2 separate regions of the Hordeum vulgare genome follow, and region 2 is linked to region 1. Evidence: chromatin contacts called from public Hi-C data. All regions are on one chromosome and are shown on one strand. Each heading gives the region's core, a stretch centred on a gene start, on an enhancer-like site or on the middle of the called end of the contact. The rest is flanking DNA. Distances are from core to core; before and after follow the strand shown.

Evidence for each region. Hi-C and Micro-C count contacts between places; a contact is called where the count stands out from the background.
Region 2: a contact with region 1 is called in a Hi-C map of leaf, with 3 times the contacts expected there. The contact joins the enhancer-like site here to the promoter of LOC123426274 in region 1. A contact is called at or near these places in 3 of 6 Hi-C or Micro-C datasets (leaf and seedling).

What each region holds. Positions count from the first base shown.
Region 1 is chr2H:356,988,388-356,995,517 of MorexV3_pseudomolecules_assembly, forward strand. LOC123426274 (N-acetyl-D-glucosamine kinase-like) reads right to left here and starts at 4,629. Exons shown (of 7, transcript XM_045110075.1): 1 at 4,270-4,629; 2 at 4,018-4,165; 3 at 3,740-3,931; 4 at 3,475-3,603; 5 at 3,099-3,268; 6 at 2,775-2,905; 7 at 2,255-2,508. The coding sequence starts at 4,471. The coding sequence ends at 2,425. It overlaps LOC123426275 (a long non-coding RNA gene), which reads left to right and starts at 4,439. Exons shown (of 2, transcript XR_006622127.1): 1 at 4,439-4,530; 2 at 4,629-4,927. It overlaps LOC123426273 (WPP domain-associated protein-like), which reads left to right. Exons shown (of 6, transcript XM_045110074.1): 6 at 397-1,145.
Region 2 is chr2H:357,087,572-357,094,701 of MorexV3_pseudomolecules_assembly, forward strand. No RefSeq gene overlaps it. Among protein-coding and RNA genes, the nearest start is that of LOC123426274, 98 kb to the left of the region's middle. Within about 2 kb of position 3,145, at least 2 of the 3 cell types and tissues checked have open chromatin away from gene starts, as enhancers often do. A contact at or near this core is called in leaf, where this site is marked.

The DNA.
Region 1 (7,130 bases), core at 3,379-5,878:
CAGCGTACACTCCAACCCAATTGATTAGATTTCTTATAAATATCCATTTGAAATTATCTTATCATTAACATGGAAACTTGTTAACTGCTTGTATGGGGAAAATCTAACTATTAATCATAACCAGCTAGCATATTCTCTAATATTTCAGGATGAAGGTGTGGCATGCTACTGTAGATTCATTTAGTCACCTCAAAATCCCCACACTGCCATACTGTTTGAATAGACAATGTATCACCAGTACCTTAGGGATTACATATTTGACACATGAGACTCAGGTTCTACAAACTAGGGCTCTAAATTTTAGTCATTAACTCATCACTGATGTTCCATCACAACTGATTATGTGTATGAAGGCTGATCGGTGCTTACTATTGATTTACCTTTGGCATTTCACAGATAATATAGGTTCTAAATTTAGTCGGGAGAGGCTTAAGATGTGCTAGAAGGCTATTGATGTCATGGTGGAGTAAACATTATCCTATTACGAATTGACAGTCATTACGAAGTTGTGGGTGTCTATCAAACTGAACGTTGAAAGACGGGGTTATGAATAGAAGCTAGGTGCACTGCGCATAGCTTTCTGATTTCTATACGCATATGGCTAAACGAAATGTGAATAGTTGGTTAAGTTGTTTCATAGCTGGCCACTCCGCAGATGGTATACATATTGCATTGTGTATGTATAAGTGAATATGGAGTAGCATTTTTTCGCGGTGGAATATTGAATAGCATTCTGATTAATCTGAATAGCATTTTTTTGTGGGGGGATATTGAACATTGAATAGTTACGGCATGTTTAGTTCATATAATCAGTGCGGGTGATGGTATTTTCGCCAGCAATTTGTATATACACTTATACTAGCCATGTACTCATATTGTTTATCCTGTAGTAATGACTTGTAGCATCAAGATATACAAATGTGGTGTAGTTTAGTTATTTTCCCCCTTTTATCAAAATTCTCGTTTTACTAATGGCCATAATAAGTCTATATGTAATATACCAATGTACTATCTTAGAGGAAGCTATTTTTTCAAGAAATGGATGTATTTCGAATGTAAGTCGAAATGTATCAAGTTTTCCAGTTTTTAGTCATGATTGAAGTACTTTTCAATTTATCAATAAGTTATTGAAGTTACATGGTTAACGTGTACCTGAGCAATGTATGTGGTTGACTGATATGACTGTTGTGGACCTGTGGCCATTGTTTTGATGTTTGCTTGAGCAATAGTTGACCGCATTTGAGGCAAGTGCCTGCCATTTGGCTTATTTTGTTCATTCTGAAATACCTATATGTCTCTCTTCCAGGCATCCGGGCTTATTTTTGGGCACCGTGTCATACTGAGCTTTAGGTATTTTTAGGGCGACTACGGGGGCAAAGGCCATCCTGAACCAATTTTCATTTTCAAAAGGATAGAAGGCGATAAAACACAGAGAAAACACAACGGGTACAGAAAGTATGACCCGATCAGGGGAAACAGAGAGCCACAGATCATGTCGAAGGACAATGTTCCACTGAGTCAACCCCTGCACCTCCTCTTGACCATCACAAAATGACCGCCACGACCAGGCAGAGCCACCCGCACTAAGGAACTTCCCTCTGAAGGGAGAGGGAGGGAGAAAGAGAGAGAGTCCCCGGAGCAGAGCATGCCCCCACACCCCCACAGGAGGACGTGGGGTGAGCGGAAAGAAACGCCCCCCGCCACCTTTAGGCCTCGTTTGGTTAAGGGGGATTGGGGAGGTTTTGAGAGGAAAATCCCCGGGGGCCCAGAAACCCCACAGATCCTCGGGCATCCATTTGGTAGGAGGGGTTTGCTTAGCCCAATCCCCTCCGTTCCCCTTCAATCCCTTCCTATCCATGTGTTTTAAAACCCTCCTCGAGGGACTAGTGAAAGCAAAACCCCGGGGATTTGAGAGGATTGGGTGGAACAAAGGGATTCACCCAATCTCCTGAAATCCCTCCCTCTCAAAACCTCTCCAATCCCCCTTAACCAAATGAGACCTCACTGGGGCATGCACTCCCTTCGCTGGCGTCCCCTTGGGTGGAGGGAGGAAGGGGAGGTGCCTGGTGGGCGGTGGCAGCGCGATTAGGGTTCCGCGGTGTCGTCGTCAGAGTGAGTTGTTAATGTCGAACGTTCATTCAGAGCAAGACCTCACAGAGGACACAAACATCTTCAATTCTTTTTTATTGCACCTTTTTCTATTGAAAAACTTTCAGCTAAACTAGTATTCTTTCTTTCCTTTTTCACATATTTCTTAAACTAGTATTCTTTCTTTCCTTTTTCACATATTTGTGATATAAACCTTGCTGAAGACATTACAACACATTCAAAACAACTTGCTACAACAAATGCAAAACACTAGGTGATAGTGCGACACAGAACATAATTTACACGAATGTGGTAGGAGATTGAGCGCTGGACACTTTAAGCAACAGCCCTCAGGTCACCATCCAGTTCACTTGCTATGGCATTCCATGCTAGTAATGCTGCACCAACAGCTGGTTCCACCTGCAGGTACAGACAGACATAAGCTTTCTATATGAGATTTAGTTTGGACATTTGTCTTGGGATCTGAAGATATTCATTCCTGAGGTGAACACCATTTCTACAACTTTGTAAACTAATCCGTAACTTTATTCCTGGTGCAACTAAAATCTTCTCTGACATAGGAGTATTTTTTTACATCAGTCATTTAATTAAAGATGGCAGGATCGGCAGAACGTTTCCGAGTAGGCATTATGGTAGACACACAATATGTTTATAGTTTGGCTCACCTCGGGATGTATTGGATATGCCCCTGGATAAGTCTTGGTAACACAATTTATCACTTCCTTTCCAATGTCCCACCGCTTGTTTGCCTCAAGAACTTTACCGACCATAACGAGCGGAAATAGATCTTTTCCATCTGCAAAATTAGAAGGTCAGAAACATGTTGAGATCTTTCTTCCTGAGGTAAACAAATATAGAGGATCCAGAAGTTCAATTTTTTGTGAGGACACTAAATTTATTTTTCTATTTGCCATTTTTATGGCAAGTGGCCTATATTTTTGTGGCAAGGCCTGTTATGCATGTCATTCAGAAGGAAGTCGCTATTTCACCTTCCCCACTCAGCGCAAGTCTCTGCACTACAGCCTTGACACTGGAAGCTAGTTCACCAACTGAATTGTGCAAGATCTTGTTTGCTACTTCATCGCCGGCTTCGGCGGATTCTACCACAACAGGCAGAATGTCAGCGATGCGTGCCCAAGATTGGTCTTCGTATGTCCAACTGTCATGAAAAGAGTGAGCAGGTAAGCAATTGTTGCAATTTTCATGGTAGCACATTATTGCAGTTTTTCATTCTGTGATCTTCAATCCTAGTTAACATTATGCTTCAGCTCACATAATGCCAGCAGATGAATATTTGAGTAGACTTGCACTTGTTTCCACACTAAGTAAAACCAAACAAGTTGATCGATTCAAAAGGATATTTACCCTATCAGTTCATCAGGCGATGCGAGTCCAAGGAAGTCAAGGATGTTGTTTGTGAGTAGTGTTTCAGGACCCCTGCCATCATAGGCCCTCACAACTGCTGTCAATGCCTGTGCTGAAATCCCATAGCCACTGCAATATATAGTGCCACAACAACTAGAAATCAGCTTCAGTAGTTGCTTCTTAACCAGTTTCCTCCTCCACTTAAAAGATATAGTACCATGTACCAAGGAGTTAAAAGATGGAGAAGAAGTTTGTTGTGTCTAACCTTCCCCAGTCACCTAGCACTGGCCCTGCACCAGCTGCCCGAGCTTCCCTGCCGTCGGTGGTGAAACCGTAGGCTATGGTCCCTGTCCCTGCGATGAGCACGCAACCGTGGAGCTTGCCCATGGTGCCGCTCGCCAGTGCCGCCACCGCGTCGTTCTCCACGAACAGCTTCACATGGCTCGGAAAGATCTCCCTGGAACAGACAGATGTTGTTTTTCAGAGCTAATTCAGCTTCCCTACGGATTTCTTGGCAGCAGGTACTAACAGATCGATAAGCACCTGAGCCAGTCCAGCATTCTGTGCTGGTCGATGGGGTGGTTGACGCCGGCCACGGCCAAGCAGACCGCGCACACGTTTGATCGTCTCCGGCGAGCCTTGTGGAGAGCCTGCGCCATCACTCGCTCCAGCGTCTCCCTCGCCTTGTCCTCTGAAGAATTTCAAGCCAAAAGTTATCAGGTGGAAGTGGAATCCAGCCGGGCAGGCCAGCGTTGATGTGATGGTTGGATGGCAGGTGGTGGTACGCCTACGTACCTCCTACTGAGTTCTGGTTCGAGCATCCGGCGACGGCGCGGGCGAGGACGGGGAGCGGGTCGGCGAAGGGCATGGCGGCCGGGATGCAGACGCAGACGGTGTTGCTGGCGCCGCCGTCAACGCCGAGGACGACGCTGCAGCCCATGCGCGGGCTGTGGCGGTCCTCCATCTCCCATATGTCCCTAGCGGTGTACCTCTGCATCCTCCCTCCCTTCCTCCCCCCCCTGGTTAGCTACCCCAGACCCAGCAGACAGACGAAAGGTAGGAGGTATATGCTCTCCTTCTCCTTCTAGGCTCTCCCTACCAAATGATGCAGCTCGATTGGTGACTGCAGCTTTGTTATATATATGTACATGTAGCGGGTGCACTAATAAGTCGCATCTAATGGCGACATGTTTCGTCGAGGAGAAAAGGACAGGGAGACGAAGGTGACGCATGGAACGAAATTGCAAGTGCAAGGGCGGCTGTCCGCGCGCGCGTCCAATGGCGCGACGGCCGAGTTGTTTAGGGACACGCCTCTAGTAATCCGCGTGCTTTGTCATTTCCTGCCAAAGTTACACGGTTCGTTACTGACAGCACTGGTATAAACCATGGATCTTACTGGACAGTCTGCTGCCAAAGTTACAGTTTTATGGGTACCGCGAGATTTTTGCTGTTATTTCTAACTTTTTGTCAGCTGCTCTCTTGATTCTATCTCTGCCGGTGCCGGTGATTGGTACAACCGGTCGGCCGCTGGGAGAAGATTCCAATCTCTTGTTCTTGGTAAAAACGGGCGTTGATGTTGGACAATGTTTTCTTCGGCACCCCCTAGTTTTTATTTTCTTTTGAAAATTCGGTACCCCTAGCTGAATCAACGGTTTTAGATTATAACATGCTTTCTCCGTTCTTAAATATAAGTCATTTAAAAAATTTCACTAGGAGACTACATACAAAACAAAATGAATGAATCTACGCTATGTTCGTATACATCCGTATGTAGTCTTTTAATGGAACCTTTAAAAAGATTTATATTTAGGGACGGAGGGGTACCAATTTCAATAAGTGGTTATGGTGAGAAAATGCCAAATGAAGGTCGGACTCCATGGAGAACAAATTTGAAAACTTTAAAATTTAATCTTTTTCATTTAAAAATTACTGGAAAAAATTTGTGTGTACCTAGAGACATAAATATAGATGTGTGTAAATTTCTAGTGGAAATATGTTAAAATGAGAGCTAAAAAACAAATAGGTGCTATTTTAGCATTTGCATTGTTCTCCCTCAAAATTCATCATTTTATTTTTTACAGCTCGCAATTTAAGATATTTCATCCTAAAATTTTACAGACATACACATTACATCCTTTTATATATGTATATTTTTTCATAGTTTTTTAAAACTAAAAAGTAAATTTAAGTTTTTCAAAATTAGAACTGCCATGGAGCTTGGTCTCAAATGCCCTACTCGTTATAGTGGTCAAATGAAAAACTAATCAACTTAGGGCTTTTTATATCATTACAAGAATTTGAAAACATATGAATAGAAAATGCGTAGATTTGAAATGTGAAGCAAACCAAATTTTGCGTTCTTTGGTACAAATGAGCGTTGATATTGCACAAGAAAATGTAAATACTATTACGGAACTGAACAACACCGACCACGAGATTGCATCATCAGAGACGAGTTTTCGACCAGTTAATGCCTCGGGGTCAGGCATTAACCCCGAGGAGGGTTGTGATGGGCTTGGTGAGCAAACGTCAAAACTCAACCACTTTTATGAAGGTGAAACCCAAAAGATTTTCGTTGGGGCGTAACCCTCTTAGCTACGCGCCACATCGAAACCGGGTGTGGTGTCAAATGGGCAAGGATCGGCTCCGCACCCGCATTCTTAGTGGAGCGCTACATTGGCGCCCATGTGTAGTGAAAAATGAGCAAGAGTCTTCACATTTGACTCGATGAGTGCGAAGGGTAAGGAAGCTAGTCCAGTCTAGGAGGATCCTCTTAGGTAGCTGGAACGTAGGGTCTTTGAAGGGTAAGTTTCGGGAGGTAGTTGATACATCAGTGAGGAGAGGTGTTGATATCCCTCGTGTCCAAGAGACCAAATGAAGGGGACAGAAGGAGAAGGAGGTGGAGGGTACCGACTTCAAGCTATGGTACACGGGGACGACTGCCCAACAGAAATGGAATAGGCATCTTGATCAATAAGAGCCTCAAGTATGGAGTGGTAGACGGTAAGAGACGTGGTGACCAGATTATTCGAGTCAAGCTGGTAGTTGGGGACTTAGTTCTCAACGTTATCAGTGTGTATGCCCCGCAAGTAGGCCATAATGAGAACACCAAGAGGGAGTTTTGAGAAGGCCTAGATGACATGGTTAGGAGTGTACCGATTGGTGAGAGGCTCTTCATAGGAGGAGATGTCAATGGCCACATGGATACATCTAACACAGGTTTTGAAGGGATGCATGGAGGCTTTGGCTATGGCATCAGGAATTAAGAAGGAGAAGATGTCTTAAACTTTGCTATAGCCTACGACATGATCGTAGCTAATATCCTCTTTGAAAAGAGAAAATCACATCTAGTGACTTTTAGTAGTGGTCTACACTCTAGCCAGATTGATTTCATCCTCCCGAGAAGAGAAGACAAGCGTGCATGCCTAGATTGTAAGGTCATACCTGGAGAGAGTGTTGGCCCTCATCATAAGCTTGTGGTTGCTGACTTTTGCTTTCGGATTCATGTCGAGCAGGACAAGGATGTCAAAGTCGTTAAAACGAAGTGATGGAAGCTCAAGAGGGAGGTAGCTCAGGCGTTCAAGGAAAGGTTCATTAAGAAGGTCCCTTGGAAGGAAGGAGATGATACAGAGAACATGTGGATGGAGATGGAAACT
Region 2 (7,130 bases), core at 1,895-4,394, 98 kb after region 1:
CTGAATCGTGCTCCATAAGAGGTAGGAGAAAATTAGCAAGCGGCTTCAGACCCTTTGTTAGTGGTTGATGATTCGTTTGGGTGCAAGATGTTCTGAAAAGACCATTGGTCATACTCATTAGGTGTTGTCTCCATTGCTATTTTACTGTATGATAAAATATTTACGGATGTTTCTTACAAATACTTGGTCATTAGGTGTTATAGTTCTTAATTTACTGTTTGAAAGTAACCGACGATTCTAAAATTATCATCAAGTCTTTACATTCTTTATTGTTCATATCAAATCTGCCCGCGTTTTCTGATTTCCGAAAGTTTATAATGATTCTGGGCATACCAAGCTAAAAGAAAACATCTTGCAAGTAAGTTTGATATACTCGTGATACATCTTGATAGATATGATATCCTCGCTGCTTTTAGGATGACAATGTGGACTTAGGTTTTTGGATGGAACAAAGAGTTGATTGAAACCGACACCATGTATTCTTATGGATGTATGAGCCATCTCACTATAGGTAGACCTCTTCTCAAAAAAGAAAAGAAAAAAACTTACTTTATTTTATGCTTTATGAGTGTAATCTTCAATTTCGTTTGGAGGAATACCATTACGCCTCCCATGGTCTTGCAGATACACCACATATAGCTTTTCAGGCTTGTAAAATTAGAGATTTCGATTGATACATGCATATTGTTGGGCTGCCGCTCCTCATTTGTTGTTGGGTGGCTGGCATCCTTCATCTTCTTGCCCAATTCAAATCGGAGTGGTTTGGTTGTGGTGATCAAGATTAGGTTGGACGATGGTCATGGTTGCACACGTGTAGTGGCACACCATGGCTCCACAACGTTGAATGTCAGATGCGGCGCGGTTTATCTTTCCAGATCTAATGGTTGACTTCACAGTGAGATGCAGACTAGGGACGACCACTTCACACATAGGGATGGTTGTGTAGCAGTGGCGATTACACATCTCATGTAGCTGTCGGGATCGCGGAGAAGCAGTGGCGACAACACATAAGTGACCCAAATGGTGGTGATACTTGTGCATCCGGCCTTGAGCTTTGGGGTGAAGAACCTAGGTCTAAACCAAGATGGTCCTACCTAGCAATGATGGTGTTTCTTTTATGTCGTTATCTTGTTGAAGACATTGTTGAATTTTCTCAGACTAATTTTTTAGGGTAAAAATCTAAATTCTTGTCTTGTTGGTTGGATCTGATGACGATAGTGCTTAAAGAACCTCGTGGTTTATGCAACGTCATGAGATGGTTTGTCCGGATATAATCATTGTTGTAGTTTGTCGATCGCAGATCTAATTGTTTGGATTTTATATTTTATTTTTGTCTACGCATTAGCTTCGGTCTTATATGGTTGCTATTTATCGACGTGTTTTTCTGTATGCATATGTGTGTTGGTTGTGTGCATTGTAACTATGCAGAGATTGGATATGTGCTAATTCAGTAATTATGATTCTATCCTCTTGATGCTTCACTATAAGGCAATAGAATCCACATTTGTCGAAAGAAACATGTGTCTTGTTGGAATATTGGTGCATTGAAAAGACTATGGGTGAAAGTAACAGACTGATTGAAAATATGAAACAAATTTAGGATTGTCAGCTCCTCTTGGAGCTTTGCTAATTTCAACAACGTAATATTTACGATTTCTTAGGATCTTGCATTTCATTATTTTATATGAATCAGCTACCATCTATACTATTGCAAAAAAAACTTGCAATACGAACAAGAGGTGGAACTTGAAGAATTGAGGGAGCACTGTGTTAGATCACGCTAATGTTTGATTTTCTATTAGAACGATTTGTAAATCTTAATGTCTATTTGGAATAGATCCATAATGCATGTTGAATACTGGATTGTCACCTATGATTGTAATGTTAGTCAAGCCGTGTGTTGCACGTGCACGCTTACTATATCAAACCTTTTTTAAAATCGAAGAACTCTTTTCAATTTCGATGTTTTTTTTATTTGATGAACTTATTTCTAAAATTGATGAACCTTTTTTCAAATTTGTGAAAAATCGATGAACATATTTTAGATCTATTTTCGAAAAGTCAACGGTCAAATGGTTTGGCCGATCAACACCTAACTTGGCGACATTGACCGATTGAAGGAACCTCGGTTGTAATCGAGGGGAAGTCCTACATGCCGCTTGCTACGGCAGGGGGTCGCTCCCACACACAGGGGGGCGCCTGACTTGGCCGGTCCAATTTTTGTTAAATCGTATAATTTCATTTTTTTTATGTTTCTTTTTGCCTTTTCTTCTTATTTCTTTTTTCCTTTTTGGCTCATTTTTCTTGCCATTTTCCTTTTTTCTTTTTCTATCAAAACGAACAAACATTAAATTTATCTATCATTTTTTGAAAAGATGAATGTTTTTAAATCAAAGAACAAATTTGAAAGCACGAACAATTTTTTAAAGCATGATTTATTTTGAATCTTGAGAAGAAATTTTAAAACTAAGAAATAATTTTGAAAAATCCTGAACAAATTTGGAACCGCAAACAATTTTCAAAACACGAACATTTTTTGAATCTTGAGAACAAAAATTTAAAATTGAGAACAACTTTGAAAACCTCGAACAAATTTGGAACCGTGAACAATTTTTTAAAAGCACAATCATTTTCTAAATCTTGAGAACAAATTTTGAAAATAAGAACAATTTGGAAAAATACTGAAGAAATTCATAAACGTGACCAATTTTTCAAAACACGGACATTTTTTAAATCTTGCAAACAAACTTCAAAAAGCAAGAGCATATTTTGAAAAACATTTTTAAAAATACAGAACATTTTTTCAAAATCCAGAACATTTTTTGAAAATCCAAAATACTTTTCTATAAATCAAAAACAATTTTCGAATTTGAAGGACATTTTTTGGTAATCCGGAACATGTTTTGAAAATCTAGAACATTTTTTGAAAATCCAGTACATTTTTTGAAAATCCAATACATTTTTTGAAACAGAAACTGAAAAAAAAGGAAAAAACGGATTCGGAGAACCTTCTAGAAGTTTCTTAAAACCGGAAAAAAACGGCTGAAAATATTTAGAATTTTCTCAAAAAAAGAAACTGTGGAACAGTTAAATGCCCGGCCCACTCCTGAAAAACCAAGGCGCATCCCGTACTATTTGACGCAACGCGTGTCAAATAGGGTTTTCCGTGATCGAGCGTCCTGTAGTATTTAACGCATCGTGTGTCAAATAGTGTTTTCCGTGATCGAGCAAAAGCAACGTACAAGCAAACACGTTTCTTGAGCCGGCCCAGCGTGACCGCCAGTGGAGTCAGAGCTCCCGTGATTTTCCCTTTGTTACTCATTGTCCTGTTGTTTCCCTTCTAAGTTGTTTTCTTCGAAAACCACTTCCGTATTTGTTTTGGTAGTAGAAAAACATATTCAACATTAAAATTGTTCGAAAAAATAGGAAAGATATTTCCAACATTTGAAAATTGTTCCCAAACCAAAAAAATGTGCATTAAAATATAACATATTTACAATTTTAAAATTTATATGAATAAAAGATAACACATTTTCATAAACAATATGTTTTTATTAAATTCGAAGTAAATCTAGAATACAAAACAGTATCTTTGTTTCAGTTCATGAATTCAATAAGATATTCTCAAATTTTAAAATTATTCACAATTTAGACAAACTATTCTCTAATTCAAAATAGAAATATAAAATTAATGATCAAAAAACTGATATTTTGGAAAATTTCAGTAGTTTTAGAAATTGTGAAAAATAAATAATCATGGGAATATTTTAAAACTTTGAATATTTTTGGGGTAAATGTTTTCTGGAAAAACGCAGATAAATTTCGAATTTCAGAACTTTTTTTAGATAAAGTGAATAAGTTTGGAAAAAGGAATAATATTTTGAGAATGTGATTTTTTCTGAAGTTTCTCAACTTCTTTTGGAAATTACGAACAAATTTTATCATTGTTCAAAAAATGAACAAAGTATTGTCATGATTTATCTTAGAAATGCGAGCAATATTAGAAATTTCTGAACATATATTTTGGAAATATGATCATTTTTTGGGGAAATTACTTTTTCGAAATTTATATTATTTTAAAAAAGACACCCAAAATAGTAAGAAAAAATAAAAATGAAGAACATAAACAGAAAAATAAGAATAAACAGTGCAACAGAAACCGAAAAAAGGGTAAGTGAACCTTCTACAATTTCCACAACCGAAATGAACAACAACTAAATGAACCGAACTAGTGCACTCCATTATGTGCGTTTGGTCGACAATGATTTGACGCCCGCGACAGCAACTAGTTGGCGAGCGTTTTTAAGAGAGCGCCCTAATGATCACCCCACGCAGCATCACTAGGCGCATTTCCAGCTCTCGTCATGCGTCGCATTTTGATCATTTTTTAGATTTTTTTCGCATGCATTTTTGACTTTTTAAAATGTTTTTTTTGGTGTTCTGTTTTCACCAATGTTTCTTTATTTAAAAAAAAATAATTCAAAAAAAAACTTGCCAAAAAAACTTGTTTTATTTGGAGAGCCACGATTTTTCTTTCGCGAGAGGCGTAATTTTGCTTTCGTAAGAGGTACGTTTTTTCTTTCGTGAGAAGCAGGATTGTGCCTCTCGAAAACGAAAAAAACACGTTTCTATTTTTTTGCGAGAGATACGGTTTTGCTTTCATGAGAGGTACGATTTTGTTTTCGCGGGAGACACGACCGTATTTCTGAAAATGTAAAAACACGTTTTTTGTTTTTTCCATGCAAGACACGGTTTTGTTTCCGCGAGAGGCATGGTTTTGCCTTCGCAAGAGGCTCGGCCGTGCCTCTAAAAAAATATTTTTCATATTTTCTTCCTATCACGAGACATGGTTTTGCTTTTGTGAGAGGCGCAATTTTGCTTTCATGAGGCCGATTGTGTCTTTCGGAAACGAAAGAAACACATTTTTTCATGCGAAAGGCATTGTTTTGCCTTCACAAAAGACACGGTTTTGCCTTCACCAGAGACACTGTCGTGGCTCTTGGAAACCAAAAGAAAAACATATTTTTCTGTTTTTTCTATCATAGGAAGCATAGTTTTTTCTTTGATTTTTTTGTTCGATTTTTTAAAAAAAAATCATCAAAAATTATCAACATTGGATCTTGTTTTAATGATCTCGACGTGAGAAACGCAACTGTGAAAACGATTCGAAAGTTGGACGCACAGTTTGAAACATAAAACATTTTAAAAATACGAGTCTACGAAAAAATCTCCAAAATTATGACACGTGGTACACATACAGTGCGTCAATTGTCGCAACGTGGAAAGGTGAGAGTGTTTTCTGAAAGGAATATTCCTCACGTAGAGCAACTCCAACAAACACGCTATTACAATGATGCATCGTAAAACCTGCTTTTAGTGTGCGGACCAGACTTTCACGCTCCAGCAGCCGCGCAAAAATCATGTACACGCTATAATCGATATAGCGCGTGGATCAAGACGGCATCACGCGCTACGTATTTGGTGCGGCCGCTGGCGCGCTGGAAATTCTGAGCTGCTGAAGATGAGGTCGCTGGATTGGGCGCGCGTTTGTTGGAGCAAACGTCCTCCAACACACTAAAAACATTATTTAAAGCTGTATAATTTTTTTAGGACACCATGCTAGTGGGTCGGAGTTGTCTCAATGGTTGATAAGACAATCTTACCTTAAATCTTGCATTTATTTAGAGATGACAAAAAAAGAGTCTACAATGGATCATCTCTTAGCCTTATCTTCTACTAGTGCAATGACAGTGCGTTGCTACGGAACTATAAAATATGAGGAGTTAGGTCACTGTCTTAGAAATTTATCAAAATACGGTGACGCCGGAATTTACTCGCGGTTCACTATTAGAAAGGTCAAAAGTACCACAAAAGATCACGCGTTAGGCATTGGAGAATCTTAAGTGACCACGATCCTTTACAAACACAACATCTCGAATGTTGAAACATATGAGAATAGACAATGGTACTACACAAGGTCGTGGACCAGGTAGGAGGATAAGGTCTATCATCGTTTTTGAATTACAATCTGTTCACTCTCTTGTTCTGTAATATAAAACTGAAATAACTTGGCTGAGAAAAAAAAGAAAAAGAAAAACAAGAGCATTATATTGAGTTAGTCGCATTTTTGCATTTGTTAATTTGTGCCCAAGTGTTAGTCTCACATGAATAGTAGTGTACTATTTATTTGTGTTTGGTTTCACATGTGAGCACAAACACATGTGTTTATTTATGTTTATGGAAGGTTGCTATTCTCAATGCGGGTAGGAGTGCATTTGTTTATGGAAAACGCTTCTAGCAGTAGTCTCATGCAAAACTTTTCTCAGACGGGTCCAAGGCGTTGATTCTCTTTTATTACAACGATTTGCATTCCTAATCGGGAGCGAGTAAATCTCGCTGGCCCCAGCTAAACAACCCTACCACGCGTCACATGTGAGTCAATCTCGCCGCCCAACCCACCCACCCATCTCGTCTCGCATCCTTCAGGCGTGCTTAGCGCCTGATGTCGTTGAGCTTCACGGCGGAGGCTACGGTACCTCCGCCACGACGCTACTCCGCAACATCTACTCCACGTCACCGGTGCGGCCGCCTGTACCCATCCCCGTCTGCTCGGCTGAACGCTGTTGTCACCACCGACCATGTCAGCCTATCCCCTCCCGCAAGACCCTACCTCGTCCCATGTCTCCTATCCTGCTGCTGCACCATTTCGGTTCGGCAAAGAAGCTTCAAGCCGCATCCCAGGCGTTTTCCCCCAAGCATGCACTCATTCGAACTAGGGTTTGATAATCTTATGTTTGATTCAATTTTAATCACTTGATTTGATTTGCGTTCTTTGTATGGGGTGCTTGCTTCGGTGAATTTATTGAGTGCATCTATGAATATCAGATGCTTAATGGATTACTATGTCATCTATCAATTTTGGTTAATTTCTTATGCAGATCACAACAGTATGTTGCTAGTCTTGATGATAATATGCTTCCATTCAAATTTAAATCTGCTACCAAACTACTATGTTCGTGCTTCTTAGTTCTATAGCATCTAAATTTTTGTACACATGCTTCAAGAAACCATATTTTTTTGCTTCCAAATGCCCAAAACTAATCCCTTCGTCTCAAAATAAGTGTCTCAAG